3 separate regions of the Sus scrofa genome follow, and all the other regions are linked to region 3. Evidence: chromatin contacts called from public Hi-C and HiChIP or PLAC-seq data. All regions are on one chromosome and are shown on one strand. The core of a region is the stretch at or near the end of the contact, and the rest is flanking DNA. Distances in the headings are between cores, read along the strand shown.

Region 1 (3,401 bases), core at 299-2,798, 270 kb before region 3:
GACCACTATTTGGAAATTCAATCCTTGATTTGATACTCAATTACATGGGGTTTCATTCCTACCAACTTCCTGTAATTCTATCCCTATGGGTAAAAATATTAGTGGTCAAACTGCTGGAGAAAGTATAGGCACCGTGATTCACATAGTTAAATGTTCATTTAGTAGAGCTGGAGTGAAAAATACTGTTTCAACTTGAAATGCTAGAAGATTGTTGTTCTTGTGTTACTCATTCATGCAAATTGGAGAAGGTATAATTGAAACAAGGTTGGCAGTGTTTGAGGCAGTGTGCTGCAGCTGAGCTCAGCTTAAAGGTCGCTGGAAATCAAGTGCTTTGTAAGTGAAGGCATTTTGACTACAAGCGATTCAAGACATTTTGGAAACGTCAGTCGTCAGTCTCGGGAATGGGCCGTCTTTTTCTTTCTACGATATCTGGTCTCTAAGGTTTTACTCAGGATAAAGACCACTACTTACGAGCTCTTTTAGGCACCACAAATGATTTTTTCTTTCGATGCAGTGCAGCTGCTTCTAGCCTGTCTACCGACAGAGATCTTTGTTATGACTTTCAGCCCTTAACATGTTTGGAAATGAGAACAAATGGCACAAAGCTTACGATTGCACTTTGCAGCCAGAAGAAGCAATACTTACCCTTTGTCAGAAACCTCTGGAGATGATTTGGATAGCAGTATTCACATGTGCTTCACAAGACCAACACGGATTTCAACCTCTAACGTGGTTCAAATGAAGCTGACTCCCAGACAAACTGCACTAGCTCCGTTAATAAAGGAAAACGTTAAGTCTCAGGAAAGATCATCTGTTCCTTCACCTGAAAATGTTAATAAAAAGAGCAGCTGTCTGCAGATTTCACTCCAGCCAACAAGGTACAGTGGATGTCTTCAGTCTAGCCATGTCTTAGCTGGCAGTGATGATGCTTCATTTACTTGTGTCTTGAAGGATGGCAGTGCTGTGGTTGATAACGACCTGAGTGCTGTGGATGATGGTACCTTTTTAAGCAGTTCTGTCATTTGCAGTGGTAGCCTTAGTAACTTTTCAGCCAGTGAGAATGGGTCTTATAGCAGCAACAGTAGCGATTATGGGTCATGCACCAGTATCACCAGTGGAGGTTCCTACACCAACAGTATCACCAGCGACAGCAGTGGTTGTGGTTTTCCGCCAACTGATGATACCTTTTTTGGTGGAAATTTGTCTTCTGACAGCACCTCCAATAGAAGTGTGCCAAACAGGAATACTGCTCCATGTGAAATTTTGTCAAGAAGTACAAGTACAGTTCCCTTTGTCCAGGATGACTTGGATCATGGACTAGAGATCATGAAATTGCCAATGATCAGGAACTCAAAAATTCCTCTAAAACGTTGTTCATCCTTAGTCATTTTTCCTAGGAGTCCTTCAAATACTCCACCAACTTCTCCTACAAGTACAGGTACTTTTCTGAGCAAAGGATCCTATCAGACCTCACACCAGTTTGTTATTTCTCCTAGTGAAGTTGCCCACAATGAAGATGGCACTAATGCTAAGGGATTTCTTTCAACAGCTGTCAACGGACTTCGGTTGTCTAAAACAACCTCTACTCCTGGAGAAGTAAGAGACATACGACCCCTTCACAGGAAGGGCTCATTACAAAAGAAAACTGTTATTGCAAATAATAGTCCAAATCAGACCGCCTGTGAAAAGTCATCTGAAGGATATTCTTGTGTTTCAGTGCATTTCACCCAACAGAAAGCAACTACATTAAATTGTGAAACAGCAAATGGTGACTGTAAACCAGGGATGTCAGAAATTAAGCTTAACTCTGATTCAGAGTATATTAAGCGTATGCATAGGACATCTGCATATTTACCATCCTCCCAAAATATAGATTGTCAAATCAATATCAGCAGACAGTTGGAAAGACCAAACTTACAGATAAACAAAAACCATGCTATTTTACGAAGAAGTATTTCATTGGGAGGAACTTATCCAAATATTTCCTGTTTATCCAGCCTTAAGCACAATTGTTCTAAGGGGGGACCATCTCAATTGCTCATAAAGTTTGCATCTGGAAATGAAGGTAAAGTTGATAATTTAACAAGAGACAGCAACAGAGATTTCACAAATGATCCATCTAATTCTTTAAAGCATTCTTGTAAGGTAAGTTTCCTTTGGTCTTGATAAATACTAATTTATACTGTAATAACTTTATGAAATATTTGGTTAAGTTTATTATAACTTGGCACTTTTATGTATTTTTTAGTCCTTAGCTAGCAAGTACTTTGTAGTCATGAACTTTACATTTGTGAATCTGAAAAAATGCCCAGTAGTTTTTCTCTCTAGCTGTTATTTTATCAGTGTAGAAAATATTCATTTAAAAAGAACTTTCCAAAGTGATATGAGCCATAAAACATTTCTGTAGCATAAAAACAAGCTTTAAATAATAAATTATTTCATAACATTTTACCTCAGTATGTTTTTCCCTCAAGTGGCATAATATTTAAATGTCTAACTCAGGATTTTATTCCTACTTTTACAAATGCTCATTTAGTATTCTTCCTCTCCTTAAGCATTGTGGAAAAAAAATATAGAAAGCTGCTTAAAATGTCAAAAAATAAAAAGCTTACATAAAATGTGAAAATCTTCTTAGAAATGAGTGCAGAGAAAATGTTTCTTTAAAATACATATATTTATTAGATCATCAATAAAAACTGTTGTTCTGAATGTTTAAAACAGAGGAAAAATAAATGGCATTTGTGTTTGTATATACCCTTAGCCACAGGAATTTTGTTTCCACCCTATTTTTCTTTAGCTACCAGTTAAGAGTGCCTTCTAAAATGTAACTCATTCTTTAACATATTAAATTCTAAATTTTATATTTTTGAATTTGGTTTCAATTGCTAAGCATTTTCCTTAATTTTCTAGTTACCCTATAAATTTGTTATTTTGGTAATTTTGCATTATTATATCAGTAATTTAACTCAAGTGAATCTTAACCAAAACTGTTCTTTATGTAGTTTGGCCTTTCCAAAGTATTTTAAGTGTTTTGAACTTAAAAAGATTTTTTAAATTTCTGTATTTGGAAGATCTTGCCAGATTTCAGGAAATTTAAAAAATGTTTCTGACTAAACCAATTCTAGATGACAGTTCATAATAGTTTTTTTGGGGAAAAAATTTGTCTGCCTAATCTGTGTTTATAGAACACTTGATATCCATGTTAAAGATTTTTTTTAAACTTCTGGATAAATAAAATATTAAGTAATTGCTGGTTTGTTTCCTCTCTTTTGAAATCTGATAAATCTAATCATTGTTACTCAATGTCCAGATGTTAATAACTACTTTATTGGGGATGAATAAAGATCATATTTCAAATTCTGATCTATGTTTTAGAATTATTAATTCCACTTACAGAACTT
Region 2 (3,837 bases), core at 1,024-3,523, 350 kb after region 3:
CCAATTATTTTAAATACTACCATAATTTAAGTATTTTGGAACTGGCGCATATATAGTTAAAACAATTGAACAAGTCAGCCATACAATGAGACACCAACATCAAATACTTTCACTGATATGAGGAATTTGAAAAAAGGACAGACTGAACTTCTTTGCAGAACAGATGCTGACTCACAGACATTGAAAAACTTAACATCTCCGGAGGAGACAGTTTGGGGGGTGGGGGGATATGCTTGGGTTATGGGATGGAAATCCTGTGAAACTGGATTGTTATGATCATTACATAACTACAAATGTGATAAATTCATTTGAGTAATAATAATAATAATAATAATAAACAGTTGAGCAAAGCAGAATCCGGAGGTAGACCTGTAGATAAGTGATATTTTGAATTAGTTGGGGAAGTGATGTCTTAGTCAAACCATGGTATTGGAAAAAAATCCCCCATTGGAATCCTATGTTATTATTTATACGTAAGCAGATTTCAGGTTAGCTGAGAATTCAAATGTGGAAAATGATACTATAAAAATAATAGAGAAGAATCTTTGGAAAGCAGTTTTCAAGAGGAAAATGCAGTTTCAAGCAAAATACCAAATGCAAAACCATAGAAGAAAAGATTAGTTAAGTTCGGACACATATAAATAAAACATTTATGCATGGAAAAACACAGTAAGCAATATAGTATTGATAAATTGGAAAAATAATGTATAAATGTCGGCAATGCTCTAAATTTACTATGAAAAACGCTGTTAAAAATCAACAACACAGGAGTTTCCGCTGTGGAAAGTCAGTGGGTTAAGAACCTGACTTCAGTGGCTCTGGTGGCTGTGGAGGCATGGGTTTCACCCCAGCCCAGTGCAGTGGGTTAAAGGATTCAGCATTGCTGCAGTTTCAGTTTGGATTCAATCCTTGGTCTGGGAAATTCCATATGCAGAGGGTGCAGTCATTAAAGAAGTCAGCAACATAGTAGAAAACTGTAAAGGACACAAACAGGCAATTTGTGGAGGAAAAATTTTCACACATTTGTGAAGACTCCTAGGCCCATTCATAAATAAATGCAAGTTAGTAATGAAAAAATATTTAACATCAGATTGGCGAAGATCACCTTTGACAAAAACTTGATTAATTATCGTTCTTATTCATTGTTGTTAAGTGTTAATTGGTATAATGTTTTGGAAGGCATTTAATCTTATTTACCAAATTTTAAAAGTGCACAGAGGCCCAGCAGCTGTATACAGATAAACTCTTGAAAATAAGGATGCTTATTAGGTCAAAAAATAGGAAACAAATATCCTTCCATAGGTAACCATTTAAAATTACACTCTCCTGCAGTTGCATATATGTAACTATGGAAAACAATGTTTAGTATTCATTGATAACAAAACGTGTACTGAATGCTTAATTATATGCCAGGAACTGTTAATAGGATTGGGAAGAATAGTGATAAACAAAAGGACAAAAGTCCCTGGGGTCATCGAGCTCACACTCCATTGAAGGGAGGCAGATTACAGCAAGATGAAGAAGACAGTGAACATGATGCTCATTAAAGTTATAAAGAAGAGGGAGTGGAGATACGCACACACAAAAGAACATGTTTGTCTATGCACATAAAACCTCTGCTAGGTGATAAAAGGAAGTGATTGCTACTGGAAAAGACTAGAGGTCTGGGGAGAGAACCTTCGTTTCCTGTGGAATTTTTTTTTTTTTTAATATCTGTATCTATCTCTCTCTATATCTATATATATATTAAAAGGCGGTGGGGAGTTAGGGTGGTGAACACAGCTATGAGTCTTTAAAACATTGCTGGTGAGGTCCTTTGAGCCTGGTCAATTGCTTCGGTTGCAGCGGCGGCTGCAAGTGCCCGCCGCGGACACTAGGCAAGTCCGCTTGGGACCGGAATAAGGGTCGGGGCTCGCGCCGGCCGTGGACAAAGGGATTTCTAGACAAGTGTGGAGAGCCGTCTGGCGAAAGCACGAACCGGAGACAAAATTACATGAGTAAAAGGTGACATTATACGACCCGGTAAGTCCAAAAACTAAACACTAAACGAGCCAGTTCAGACGTCTGCACAGAACTACGCCACACCTTCCCAGAGAGGTCAGCCGCTCAGACTCTGTCTCCTGCGCCTGCGCCAAAAGGCAGCGCTTTTGCGGGCGCAGCCGCGAGGAGGCGCAGTCACATTCGGATCACTTTCCGGGGGCCGGCAAGAGCGAAGGACCATTGCCACTTCCGGGTGGAGACCTGAAAAGGGAGTCACTTCCTGTGACGGGGCTACGTCACTTCCTTCAACCTCGGCGTTTGCCGGGCGGGTTCCCACGCGCGTTCAGCATGAGGATTGAGAAGTGTTATTTCTGTTCGGGGCCTATCTACCCAGGCCATGGCATGATGTTCGTCCGTAACGATTGCAAGGTGAGGCGGCCAGGAGCCTCGCGCGCCGCACTGCGCTCCCGCGGGCCTCTCGGCTTGGGGTTTCTCTGCGCTTGCGGGCTTTGGCCCGGGGTTTCCGCGCGTGAGGGTGGTTTCGCTAGGGGCTCAGACCTTGATCTCCCACTTGGGGAGTTTCTTGTCTGCGTCCCGACCACAGCTGGTTACTAGGCCGTCCTTGAATGAAGCGGGCCGCGATGAGGCTCAGGAGCGATCCCAGCAAGCCCCGACTGGGAAGCCGGCGGTCTTTTTGCCCACTCTTGTACAGGGGCCAAGGTCTTAACTTTGTTGAAAGCATGCCCTGTCAAGCGTCATTGTCGAGGCCCCTTTATATATAAATAAATAAGACCCGGGTCGGCCATAGGGTCTTATGATAGAAATGTTGCATATGGCTTAATAGTAATGTGTTATGAAGCTACTGGAGGTGAGTTGGGGAGTAGTTGGTATGTGAAAAGGTATAGAAAGGAGGTAACATTTATCCTGAATCTTGAATTTTGCTTAAGAACGTGAAAAGAAGGCATTCTAGGTGGGAGGAAAACGGACCGTTTGACCAAGGGTACAGAGTGCAGCAGTTACGTCTCTGTTTAAGCCGGTGACGGATTGCAGGTGGTGATAGAGGCTAGGGATAGGGCTTTAAATACAAATATAAATCTATAAAAAAGGTACCTGTGTAAACATAAAATATAAACATATAGACGTTTCTTGACTTTCGATGGGGTTGCTTCTCAGTACCCATTTTAGGTTGCAAACGTGAAAACCTAACCTACTGAATATCATGTTTAACCTGGCCTTCCTTAAACGTGCTCAGAACACGTACGTTAGCCTACAGTAGGGCAAAATCATCTAACACAAAACCTGTTTTATAATAAAGTGTTGAATATCTCATGTAACTTATTAAATACTGTACTGAAATTGAAAAACAGAATGATTGTGTGTATTCACCCTCGTAGTCTTGTGGCTGACTGGGAGCTTTGACTAGCTGTTGGGCATCTGGAGAGAGTTGTACTGGGTTTTGCTAGTGGGGAAAGATCAAAATTTGAAGTCTGGTTTCCACTGAATGTGTATGGCGTTTGTACCATGGGAAAGATGAACCCTTGTTAAGTTGAGGCCTGTTTGTATGAGGCTACATTGTGAAAGACTTCGGGAGTGATACCTGACTGCCTTTTCTTAACAGAATGAGTCTCATTCCTCTGTTTCTTAAATTTGATTCTGAATCACTGGAGAGTTGTAGAATGTTGATTTCTACCATAACTATTGAATTGGAATCTTTGTGGGGAGGGGAAGAGGATCTAGGAATCTGTATTTAATGAGAAGATTTTGACATGCTAAAGAATTACACTTCCTGCTTCATCACCTTGTATCTATTCTTTTCTTTTCTTTTTTGTCTTTTTTAGGGCTGCACCCATGTACCTA
Region 3 (3,815 bases), core at 265-2,764:
GAAAATTCAGGCAAGGCTCTAATTGGGGCCCTTGCTGCAGCAGGGGAGTGAAAACAAACAACAGATTGCCTTGCTAGCTTGTGCCCTGAGGTCACAGTGGGGGCTGGTCCTTATATGGAGCAACTGTAGGAATGGGTCCAGGGGTTGGGCAAGAGGGGTGGCTTAGGTGGTCTTTCCACCCCTTTGGTGGTGGTGTGTGCAGGACATAGACTCTACTTTTGCTTCTGTCACCCTGGTTTTGCTCTGCACTCTTCAGAAGTGGCAATTGACTTTTTAGGTTTTTTGTATCCTCTTGCCCATAATTTGCTCCAACTGCCCCATATAATTTTTAGTCCCTTAGAGTTTCGTTTGTATGTTGTTGCTCAAAGAGATGTTTGTACAGGTGCAAGCATTGCAGCCACTGCAACAAATAGTCCCAGGTTCCCTCCTGTTGCACAACCTTGAATCTCACCCTTTGCTTTTATATTTTAACTGAACATTCCTTTTGTAACACACATCTCATATTTTAATATAAATTCAGTTGATATTTACTGAGAATTATTTGTATAAAGTATTATGCTAGCCACCTTCAGCAGTTAAAATGTGAAAAATTGTTCTGTTTTCCAGAAAGGGAAGAAGGGGAGATCAGGAGTAAGGAAGAAGACTTACTTTCATTGAGCATATATATGTGTGTGTCAGACACTTGCCCATGATAGTTTATTTAATCCTTGTAATAATTATATTGTTACTGACCAGGGTTCTTGGACTCTTTAATCAATAGAAATTGATAAGAGGCCAGCCAAATTCAGGCAAGGCTTTATTAAGACTCAGCACAAGGGAGTGAAAACAAGTAACAGGCTCCCTTGCTCACTCCCTAAGAGGGGCAAGCTGCTCTCTTAAATAGGGTCAGGGTAGGGATGGGTCCTGGCATGGGGCTGAAGGGCTGGCTTAGGCGATCCGCCTTCCCTCAGGGGTGCTGTGTGCAGGGCGCATGCATAGTGCCTTGCTTTTCCTCCCAAGCCTCCAAAGTGGCAGTTGAGTTTTTGGGTTTTTTTTTTTTTTTTTTTTTTTATCTTTTAGTTCATAATTTGCCCCAGACTGTGCATGCACACAGTTATTTTTAGTCCCTTATAGTTTTCTTTTTTGTGTGTGTGTGTGTGTGTTTTGTTGCTCAAGGAGGTGAGACTTCTGTCAAGGTACAAGCACTGCAGCAGAGTGTCCCAGGTCCCAGCCTGTTTCAATAAGAGTTGGGAATTATTGCTCTCATAAGGAAAGTAAAGTTCTGTGACATGCCCCAAGTTGCAAATTACTTAGTTGGTAACATGCCAGGATTTGATCAGCATTGATCCAAGGCTGAGCTTATTACACTGTCTGGTCTGTGAAACTTCTAGTCTGCTAAAGATTCAGACACATGTAAAAGGCTAGAGACCAAAATAATCATACCAGCAGGAATTGAGACAGTTTGCTGGAAGAATATGGGGACAGTCAGATGGCTTTAATATTTGGAAGCTCCTTTAACTGTGCTCAGAGAAGAACCGGAATGTTACAGTTTCCTTTTTTGTCTGAAGGAAGACTGGGAGACAAGGGAGCAGGCATACCCACATACTCATCAGCTTGTAATATTTAAATTAAGTGCAAGAATTTTAATTTCAGGTAGTGATTGATTTTGCCAAGTGCTTTCTAAAATGAAATGTACTCTGTGATAAAATGGAAACTCTGTTTATTTATATGTCTATTTGTGAAGAAATTGAAATATCCTTCCTTCTAGCTAATTGTAACATGTTGCAATACATTGTTGCTTTTGTAACAGTGGAAAGACTCTTTCTGATTCTAAATAGGGGTCAGTTGTTTATTTAACAGTTGTGTACTCAAGTAGCTCACACCCTCTCCAGGCCAAGTTGAAACCAGAGCTCAAGAAAACAAACTGGGTTCAGCTGCTTGTGCTGCCACTGGGTTGGGCTACCTCCCACCATGTGACCTGCAGAGGTGGCCTCTGAATCATGACCTCAGCTCTAAGATCAAACTTGCATGATGAAATACACTGTAGCAAGTGCACTAGAGTAGCCAGCTCTGACCTGGAGGTGACTGCTGAAATCTCTTGTAAGCTTCTGAAGCTATTCTAAGGCTGCCCTGCCTCTGGAAAAAATGAGAAGCAGCACCTTAGGGAAACTAAGTTTTCCTGTGAAAATCCATCCACAAACGCAGCGCAGGAACTATTTCCTGACAGAATTTCTATTACACCTTCTTTCTTAATATTAGGACTAATTCCTAGGGTGGGAATCCCTTTTGTAGGAAAAATACTTTTGTGCTGTGGTAGAACAAGAGTGGAAAGACACCTCCACCCCACCCCCGACAAGAAATAGCAGTGCCCAAGTAAAACTCCTTCATAGCAGTAATGCCATCAGAGAAGGGACCTTTCAGTACAAAATATATGTAAGTGTAAGTGATTATTTTTGGAGAGAAGTAGATGCTAGTCGGGCTGCTGTGATAATTTTGATGCTAATCTGAGGTCTAGAGCTTCAGCACTTAGGTTTCTACGTACTTTTAGTATTTTCTTGCCTATTAACATTCAAGAAATCTTAAATAATGATTAGGAGAATAAAAAATATATTAATACTTGCAAAAATAATTGTGCTGTTTCTAATTTAAGAAATAAGAACAAAATCATCTATCAGAACAATTACCATAAATGGTTTAAACATTTCTGAGAGGAAAAAAAAGACTCTACATTAGATTTTTAAAGTCTAATTGTAATTGTTGAATCTGAAATCATTGTGTTATTTTCTCTGTACTTATATTTGAAATATCCCATAAGAAAGTGTTTTTAATGCTTTGTTTCCATACCTACATAAACAGTAAAACATTGTATATATATGCTTATATCTTTGATAAAAAAATATGTATATGCTTACTTATAAAAATAAAAAAAAATACATGCTTCTTTTATAAGATCATTATAAAATTGCAGAGAAGGTTTATGTAGGGCAGGGTGCATGGCACAATGTTAAATGAAAACCCTAGGATATAAAAATGCATGTAGTAAATATGTATTCACACATGTACGGTACACGCACACACACGCGCTTGAAATACACCAAAATGTTAACATTAGGAGGTTGTCAGTTTTATTTATATTAATCTTTTTTTACAGATGTTCTACTTTTATAATCACAAAGATATTTTATCCGTGATTGTGTGATTGTTAGAATGACCAAAAGATGAAGTTTATTTAATTTTAATTGATATATTTATAGGGGCGATAACCATGGCTTTACTAGAAAACCTGGTGGCAGGAAATATATACATTGTGAAGATATCTGCATCCAATGAGGTGGGAGAAGGACCCTTTTCAAATTCTGTGGAGCTGGCAGTACTTCCAAAGGAAAGCCCTGAATCAAATCAGAGGCCCAAGCGTTTAGATTCTGCTGATGCCAAAGGTCTGTATCCTGCCACAACCATTGTTTTCCTTAGGGAAAGAAAGAACACATATTTTTTTTCCAGCTCCCCTCTGCTCTGTTTCCACTTCTACCATGTCATATCCCTAAACCTGTACTTGGCTCCTTGAATGGTTACTGGGGAGGCTCTGATGCTGTGAGGGTGGATGGCTCTAGCTGCAGTCCTAGAAGTAGACACACTAACCTCAGAATTTACTACAGTTTTCAACTACTGTCTGCCCAGCTACTCTTCCTAACTGGGGAGCCACCAGGATGCAAAAGTCACACCACCTGGAAACTGATGGGAGTAAGCATCCTAGGAGGTTTTGTGGAAATAAACAGAAGTGGCGGTTGTGGTGTTCAGGCTAAGAGCATGGTTTTCATTAAGAGTTTTCAGCATAC

What was found. A called contact is a pair of places that touch in the nucleus more often than the background predicts. HiChIP or PLAC-seq counts read pairs in DNA pulled down with a chosen protein or histone mark.
Region 1: a contact with region 3 is called in an H3K27ac HiChIP or PLAC-seq map of skeletal muscle. The contact joins two enhancer-like sites. A contact is called at or near these places in 3 of 47 Hi-C or Micro-C datasets (embryonic fibroblasts and skeletal muscle) and 1 of 2 datasets of contacts at active chromatin or transcription factors (skeletal muscle).
Region 2: a contact with region 3 is called in a Hi-C map of skeletal muscle, with 3 times the contacts expected there. The contact joins the promoter of RSL24D1 here to the enhancer-like site in region 3. A contact is called at or near these places in 13 of 47 Hi-C or Micro-C datasets (embryonic fibroblasts, epiblast stem cells, fetal liver and 7 more) and 1 of 2 datasets of contacts at active chromatin or transcription factors (skeletal muscle).

The regions. Positions count from the first base shown.
Region 1 is chr1:115,992,088-115,995,488 of Sscrofa11.1, forward strand. The region is part of intron 5 of NEDD4 (E3 ubiquitin-protein ligase NEDD4); the gene reads left to right. Among named protein-coding and RNA genes, the nearest start is that of NEDD4, 52 kb to the left of the region's middle. Within about 2 kb of position 1,549, at least 1 of the 83 cell types and tissues checked has an H3K27ac peak or open chromatin away from gene starts, as enhancers often do. A contact at or near this core is called in skeletal muscle, where this site is marked.
Region 2 is chr1:116,610,062-116,613,898 of Sscrofa11.1, forward strand. It overlaps RSL24D1 (probable ribosome biogenesis protein RLP24), which reads left to right and starts at 2,274. Exons shown (of 6, transcript XM_003480359.4): 1 at 2,274-2,409. The coding sequence starts at 2,329.
Region 3 is chr1:116,258,022-116,261,836 of Sscrofa11.1, forward strand. It overlaps PRTG (protogenin), which reads left to right. Exons shown (of 19, transcript XM_021094927.1): 15 at 3,234-3,416. Among named protein-coding and RNA genes, the nearest start is that of PYGO1, 33 kb to the right of the region's middle. Within about 2 kb of position 1,515, at least 11 of the 83 cell types and tissues checked have an H3K27ac peak or open chromatin away from gene starts, as enhancers often do. A contact at or near this core is called in embryonic fibroblasts, fetal liver, fetal skeletal muscle and 1 more, where this site is marked.